2 separate regions of the Ovis aries genome follow, and region 1 is linked to region 2. Evidence: chromatin contacts called from public Hi-C data. All regions are on one chromosome and are shown on one strand. The core of a region is the stretch at or near the end of the contact, and the rest is flanking DNA. Distances in the headings are between cores, read along the strand shown.

Region 1 (3,722 bases), core at 792-3,291, 77 kb after region 2:
CACACACACACACACACACACGTCAAATTTAAAGGTTCCCTTAAGCATGCACTATAATGGAAGTGAAAATTAGTCACTCAGTCATGTTCTACTCCGCAGTCCCATGGACTGTAGCTTACCAGGCTCCTCTGTCCATCAAATTCTCCAGGCAAGAATACTGGAGAGGATGGCCATTTCCCTCTCCAGGGGATCTTCCGACCCAGGGATTGAACCCCGGGTCTCCTGCATTGGAGCCCTTTTGAGCCCCCTCTTTACCTTTTGAGCCATCTCTTTACTGTTTGAGCCACCAAAGGAAGCCCATGCACTATAGTACATACCACCAAAAAATTCAACTAACAAGAGAACTAGTCTGAGAGTAGGACTTGCCAACCACAGTCACTTCAGACTATGCAGGGGACTAAACTGGATGAAGAAGTGACTGAAGACCTTTTGATTTTCATCAGTTGAAACTTGACAGTAAGGAACTTTCAAGGAGTCCTCCCTAACCCACTATTAAGATTGGTGTCCAGTCTAGAAGAGTTGATCAGTGTTATCGGGGAATTTGTGTGAAAGTCACAATTGTGTATCAAATGCCAAACTTGCCCTGGCGTGCTCACAGTCTCCCTGGTAGGACAAGACCACAAACGTGAACAATTTTGGGTACAAGACAGCATAGGTTCTAAAACGTTTTCACCACACGGTTTAGAAAACAGCCCTTGCAATAAGAGGACTAAGGAAGGAAGCCTTCCTGAGGCTCAGTGACTAAGCCCTGAGTGATGGCGATGGGAAGTTGGGTACTAAAGCAAGAGTATTGTTTAGGTGAGACTGGTCTGACCAGTTGAAGGGGTTGGGAAGAAAGGAGTGTAAAGTGGAATCGGGTCCTCCCATGTCAATCACACTGGTGCAGGCCAAGGGCACCCGCAGCCTCACGTGTCATGGAAACAGACAGTTGTGTACAGATTTCCTCAGGAAAACATTGAAAGCAAAAATTGTGATCACACCCAACCCTGCTCTGTCTCTCCCACGTCTCCAAAAGGAAGAGAGCAGTAGGTCAGGTCGTTTGTTTATTCATTCATTCAACCAACAATTCTCTCTCCTAAGAGGCCTTTGTTTCCAGCCTTTCCGGCAGCACCGAGTATTCCACAGCGAAGGGTCCCCCTAGTTGCCTGGCTCAGCAAGAACACCTCCACACTGGAAGGGGAGCACCGGCATTCCAACGGAGGCAGTGCCTCTGTAAATAGGAGAGAAAGGCGAGGAGGGCGAGGAGAGCTCTTCATTCGGGGTGGTGGAATGAGCGAAACGTGACCAGGAAGGAAAAATGGGATCCTACATCCCCTCGGAGGAGCCGAGTCCCCCACTGGGGACCCTTGCAAAGAGTCTGGCTTGCTGGGCAGGATGTCGCTTTACACTTCATAGGGTGTTCCGTGTCCGTACTAAAAGGATATCCCGATATGGAGCTGCCAACCGACCTAATCAGGCTAGTTCTGAAGATTGAAAGCAGGTCTAGGAACGAGAAGAAAGAACGAGAACAAAAACCTAACCATGGAGACTACGTTGCTCCGTTGGCCCAAGAGTGCGGGAGACAATCCCCCTGTAAATCATAAAAATAGCATGCAGAAAAGCATTGGATGGGCGGGATGTGTCCCCAAAGAGCCTAGAGGAGAAAGGAAAGCCTGCTGGTAACTCGGACACCAGCATATTTGGAGAAAGAGCATATTTGGCACCAGTCTGAGCTGAAAGGGACAGATAGGGGAAAGCACGGGCGAGAGGAGGGGCTCTTTCAGGCTGACCAGAGTCGGCAGAGTGGAGTTAGCCTGGAAGGAGCGGGGGAGGAAGCAGGCGGGGCTGGGCTGCCTAATTCAGCCACCGGGGAGGGGCGCGGGGGGGCAAGGAGGCAGAGGGGCAGGGGGCGGGGCGGGGGCGGGGCGGGGCCTCGCGGGCCCAGGCTGGCCGGGGGCGGAGCCCAGGTGGTGTTGATATACAAAAAAGCAAGCTCCGGAGGCTGGGGCCCCGCCCATTGACGCGTCCTCCCGCTAAAACCCACCGCTCGCCCCGCTGCTCCAGAGCCGCGCGTCGCTGCCGTCCCGGAGCGCTTTTCTCGCACCGCCGCCAGCAGCCCGACCACGCGCTCCGCACACTCGCGCCTTTCCCTTCAGACGGCGGACGCCGGACGATTGGGGCGGCAACTTGCCATTTCCTTGTTTAATTAAAATTATTTTCCTGCTTCTTGTTGGGGTTTTCGTTTTGTTCTGTTTTTATGATTTTTGTTGACTGAGAAAAACTCACCGAAGTCTTTTGCGTGTTGTTTCCGGGATACAGGAGCCCAGACCACCAAGGTAACACGCGCGGGGGCGTCTGTGCAAAAGCCGCGGGGACCGGGCGGGAGTGGGGGAGGGGCCTCCGGGAGGGGCCGCGGCGGGAAGGCAGCTGAGGATGTCGTTTCTTCCCGGGGAGGGCGTTTTCGGTTTGCTGGCCAGACTTCTATCCCGGCCTGCAGCGGGGGTCACTGTCTTCTTATGGGCGGGGGAGGGGCGCGGCGCGGGGGCCGTGTGCCCGCCAAGATCGGAGCCGCATCTTCCCGTTAGGGGGAGGGGAAGCCAGCCAGGCTCGCGGTTCCACTGCGACAAGTCTGGTGACTGATTTGAGTTAATAAAAATAATTAAATCCATGGGTCTTGGAATTTGGGGGAGGGCGGATGTGGGTTCGAGCTTTTAATGTAGCAGAGGCCACGATTGGGGAAGACATACCGGGAACGTTTGACAATCGGCGATCGATATTGCATCAGTTTCCTTTCCGGGCATAGGAGGGGCCGGCCGGGCGAAGAGCTTGCGAGTCAAATGCCAGTGGACGGGTGTGCTCGAGGGCACGGGCGTGCGCGTGTAAACAAACCCTCGGCGCTCTGCGCCCCCTCTGCTCCTCTTCTCGGGAGAAAACTAGTGTCCGCCCTAACGCCCCCTTCGAGTCTGTCTGCCGCAGAGGCATTTTCCCATCTGGGGGCTCCCGGCGTGAAAGGATTACGCGGCATTGCTATTGTAAATGCTGGAAAAGGGGAGCTGTGTGCCTGGGGTACATGCAGCGCACACCTAGCCAAATACCTGGGTGGGATGTGTGCCCTGCGTGCCTGTGCACGACCAAGGAGGCTGCGGGAAAAGCGATACAGAGCTCCCCCCACGCCCCTTTCGTAAAACTTGGGCTAACAGAGAGGGCAAAACGTTAAATTGCGCGGGAGAGGGTCCTTAGGGTCCCGGGGGGGCGCGAGTCTCAGCGGGCGCAGCGTTGCGGTGGGACCATCTTTGTTCTCGGCGGCTCCGCGGTCTGTACTTTTCCGCCCCTCGGCGCGCGCCCCCGCCCCTCGCGCTCGGCTGGTACTTTTCCACTCGCCTGGCGGGGGATGAATCAGCCGCGCTGCGCCTCCCGGCGGTGTCACGTGACCAGGGCGGGCTCTGCAGTCCTGACGCGCCGCCTCTACCTTCACAGGCAGCCGCGCGGGCTCGTGCGTCTCCAAGGACAAAAGGAACCCAGCACTACTCTCAGCGTCCGATTCCTCCCGCTGCCCAACATGAAGAAAGCTGAAATGGGAAGGTTCAATATTTCCCCAGATGAGGACAGCAGCAGCTATAGTTCCAACAGCGACTTCAACTACTCCTACCCCACTAAACAAGCTGCTCTGAAAAGGTGGGAGATGTGTGCGTTTTTAAAAACGGCTTGTGTGCATCGGAAGTTCTTTACGTAGAATTCTGTTG
Region 2 (3,923 bases), core at 845-3,344:
CTTTTTTTTCATGCTTATTGAAATATTATCAATTTATGTGATTTTTCTGCTTTAATTTTCACAAAAACACTTTAAGGTGTGTAATACTGTTCTTCTGGATCCAACATTTAAAAAGCTCTGTATCTTTTAAAATGTTACTAAAGCTGAGCGCCTTTGCCTATGTTTCATCCTCTCTAAAATGAGAAGGTGAATGGTTATCATTAAGATTAGTTTATTCATGGAAAACACTTGTAATTAGCACCAAGTGGTGCCCATGGCAGGCTTCTGCCTGTATAAACTATTTTCATTATTGCCCATGGCCTGCCTTCCCCAGTATGGCTAAGAACTTGAGCTGTAGAAATCCACTTACTACCATTAAGGCAGATGCATATGTCTCGCCAGCATTCAGGATATGCTTTAAAACAAATTGGAATAAATGATCAAAAGTTCAAACAAGAAAGTGAATGGCTGATAACAAAATTACCAAGTTCAAAATGATCTGCAGGACCTGGAAATAAATGCCTCCAAAGAGGAGTAAAATGGAAACCACATTTTTTTTTTTAACTTTCCAAGAAATACATTTCACTTAATCCACTGTGAACCACATTTCTGTTAAAATGAAATGATTATTTTCCAAAAATAAGTAGTATGAAGTCACATAAAAAGCTAATAAAGTCCACGTCCAACTATAAGAGAGCCTTATTGAGATCTCACTTAAAATTGAGGAAGGAAATCTGTGGTCAGGTTTTTATTTCATCTTTAATTTCCCACGGTTTTCAAAGAGCCATATTACAACTCTCTCTCAAACATGTGCAAGGAAGTATTGTGATTGTGAAAATAGATACTCCGAATACCTAAGCTAAATATTTACATTCTGCCTTTTTTAGTTGAACAATTGACTTTGTTCTTTAGCATTTAGGTCAAAATATTTAAATGCTGTAAAACATCAATAACAAGAGGATATGGCTTTTCACCAGATAGTCTAAACTTACTGGTTTTAGCAAAAGCTTCACAAGAAGGAATTGGGCACTTGAAAAAATGTTAACTTGCATACACCCTGGAAATAAGGAGAAAAGGGTGGGGGAGGTGTCAGTCATTTATTCTTTTTGGCACAACACCACATTTCTTCCACTTCCTTATGTTTCTGTAGTTAAGACTTGCTGAGCATTTACACCTACTTACATCATTGCAACAATAGCTTCAATTTTCTGACTTTACATAGGATTTACTTCAAAGTAGTTCTTGGATTGACATGCCTTCGTTTATTTATTTTCAGAGCATGTCTGTCCATAATAGGTATGGGACTAGCATCTTATCTTTATCCTACAAAATTAAAACTGGAGGTACTAGGGGATGAAGGGACCTGCCTCCCAAAGACCAACTATTATTAGGAAACTTGCCTTATAACTCACATCTTCTTTAATATGGTAGGGTGTTTTCCCACTGGATTATTTTTCCTTCACATAAGGGAGCAGCCAGGTTGACAACTGGGCAGGACAGACTACCTGGGCAAATTCCAAGAACATTTTTGGAGGATGGGTTAATGTGACCCAGCAGTGGCTCTGAGGCTGGAAAGAAAAAGGGAGGCTCAGAGAAGTGTGTATGTCTTGTGATATTCAGTGAGCTACATGTAACTACTGTTAACAAGACAGTCAAATCAAGCTGTGTAAGAAAAGGTGAGAAACAGAAGTGTTTTCTAACAAAGTTCTTTCCTTGTTAGTTTCATCCGAGGCTTCCGCTCAGGCCCTGTGTTTTGTGTGCGCCTCGTGCCTGCCCAGCCCGAGTTCTCCTCTGTGTTATTGGAACTGCTGTTGCAGGAGCTGGAAGGCCAGCTTCCGCAGCCGCCAGCTCGGGGCAAGAGGCTTTATGCTAGGAGACTACAGAGGGGAATGTCCGACTGCACCAAGCCGGTGATATTGATGACGCTGGAATGGCACATTCTTCAAGAAGGAAGCCATTCAGACACCCTTTGCTGCAAAAGCCACAAGGAAACATTTGGATTCCCGCAGTCACTTCTCTCAAACCTGACTTGAGCTGCCAGGACTGAGTCACTTTCTTTCCACTGTGGCTCACATTACAGGTGGCAGGTTCCACCTGTTTCAATATTTGAATGATGACAAAAGTGACCCTTGAGAGCTGAGTGACGTGGGCAGCTGAGCAGGCTTCCACACCAATTGTAAGAGAAACCAAATAACCTGCCCTCTATAAAAGGGATTACAAAGACAAATAAGGCCAAAAGAGGGTGTTCCGAGAGGCTCTTTTGTCTAAAGCTCTTTCTGGGGGTTAACGAGTGTTGGAGGGATCAGTTTAAACAGTAACAAGAGAGGGCATAAGCTTAAGTTACAGCAGAGAGAATGAAGGTCAGATATATTAAGGACCTTCTGAACACGAGAAAGCTAACACAGGAGAAAGAATAGACCATGCAGATCTCTGAAGTAAGATCTGTCACAAGTCTTTCTCAAACTAGGATTTTCGGCAAGGAAATAGGTTTCTGCCCAGTGAGGCACCTTGAGAAGAGAAGATTCAAAATCCTTCTTTGTGATTTTGAAACACTCTTCCCCTCAATCCCTCCATCCTCGCCCTCCAGTGCAAACCTCACCATTATCTGTTTTGTGTGTTAATTGCTATAGTACTGACTATAATACCAGGAACAGATTTCTCACAGCTCTGCTTTTCACCGCATTCACCTTCTCCAAAGCACTACCCCTTTCCAACCATCTCTCATGAGAGGATGAGTGATTAATTAATAATGATTTAAGCAATGGGGAGAATTTTACCAGTTCTCCTCCATCTTAATCTTGCCAATCCAAGAAGTCACAGAAAGAGGGGACAAGGTTAGGGAGTGGCAGAGTAAACAAGCACTTTAAAGAGAAGCTCAGAAGATAGGGGGTTTTGTTTTGCTTTTGCTACTCAATGTTTTGTGCAGCTTTGTGTTCGTAACTCCACTGCTCTCTGCCTGCTTCCCTCATAAAGCCTACCCATGTCTTCTCCTGATGCTATCTAAATAACAAAGAATCCAGCAATCAATATAGAGTCTTTCTTCCTCCTGTATCTGGTCACTCACACTAAAGGTTTCTGGAAGATATAAATTTCCATCATCAGAATCTCAGAAAATGACCGTGAGTTGGACAAAGCTGGCCCTTTCAGTTCAGTTCAGTTCAGTTCAGTCGCTCAGTCGTGTCCGACTCTTTGCGACCCCATGAATCGCAGCATGTCAGGCCTCCCTGTCCATCACCAACTCCCGGAGTTCACCCAAATTCATGTCTATCAAGTCGGTGATGCCATCCAGCCATCTCATCCTCTGTGGTCTTCTTCTCCTCCTGCCCCCAATCCCTCCCAGCATCAGAGTCTTTTCCAATGAGTCAACTCTTCACATGAGGTGGCCAGAGTACTGGAGTTTCAGCTTTAGCATCATTCCTTCCAATGAACACCCAGGACTGATCTCCTTCAGAATGGACTGGTTGGATCTCCTTGCAGTCCAAGGGACTCTCAAGAGTCTTCTCCAACACCACAGTTCAAAAGCATCAATTCTTCTTCGCTCAGCTTTCTTCATAGTCCAACTCTCACATCCATACATGACCACTGGAAAAACCATAGCTTTGATTAGATGGACCTTTGTTGGCAAAGTAATGTCTCTGCCTTTGAGTATGCCATCTAGGTTGATCATAACTTTCCTTCCAAGCAGTAAGTGTCTTTTAATTTCATGGCTGCAATCACCATCTACAGTGATTTTGGAGCCCCCAGAAATAAAGTCTGACACTGTTTACCAGTGCTTATATGATGTGAATAATATTTATCTCTCTCTGAAGTCTATAGTCTCTCACTAAAAGAATTTATAGAACAAGAATAATCTTGTGATTAAAGATTATTTTAATTTAGGAATTGTTAGTGAATTCAATTATAATAAAGACATGGGGATAATTGTATTTCATGTCTGAAAAATC

Evidence for each region. A called contact is a pair of places that touch in the nucleus more often than the background predicts.
Region 1: a contact with region 2 is called in a Hi-C map of muscle, with 2.7 times the contacts expected there. The contact joins the promoter of SLC38A2 here to the enhancer-like site in region 2. A contact is called at or near these places in 6 of 16 Hi-C or Micro-C datasets (blood, hypothalamus, liver and 2 more).

Annotation. Positions count from the first base shown.
Region 1 is chr3:140,134,235-140,137,956 of ARS-UI_Ramb_v3.0, forward strand. It overlaps SLC38A2 (solute carrier family 38 member 2), which reads left to right and starts at 2,042. Exons shown (of 16, transcript XM_004006421.5): 1 at 2,042-2,315; 2 at 3,457-3,654. The coding sequence starts at 3,539.
Region 2 is chr3:140,056,962-140,060,884 of ARS-UI_Ramb_v3.0, forward strand. The region is part of intron 1 of LOC121819119 (a long non-coding RNA gene); the gene reads right to left. Among named protein-coding and RNA genes, the nearest start is that of SLC38A2, 77 kb to the right of the region's middle. Within about 2 kb of position 2,095, at least 16 of the 54 cell types and tissues checked have an H3K27ac peak or open chromatin away from gene starts, as enhancers often do. A contact at or near this core is called in liver and muscle, where this site is marked.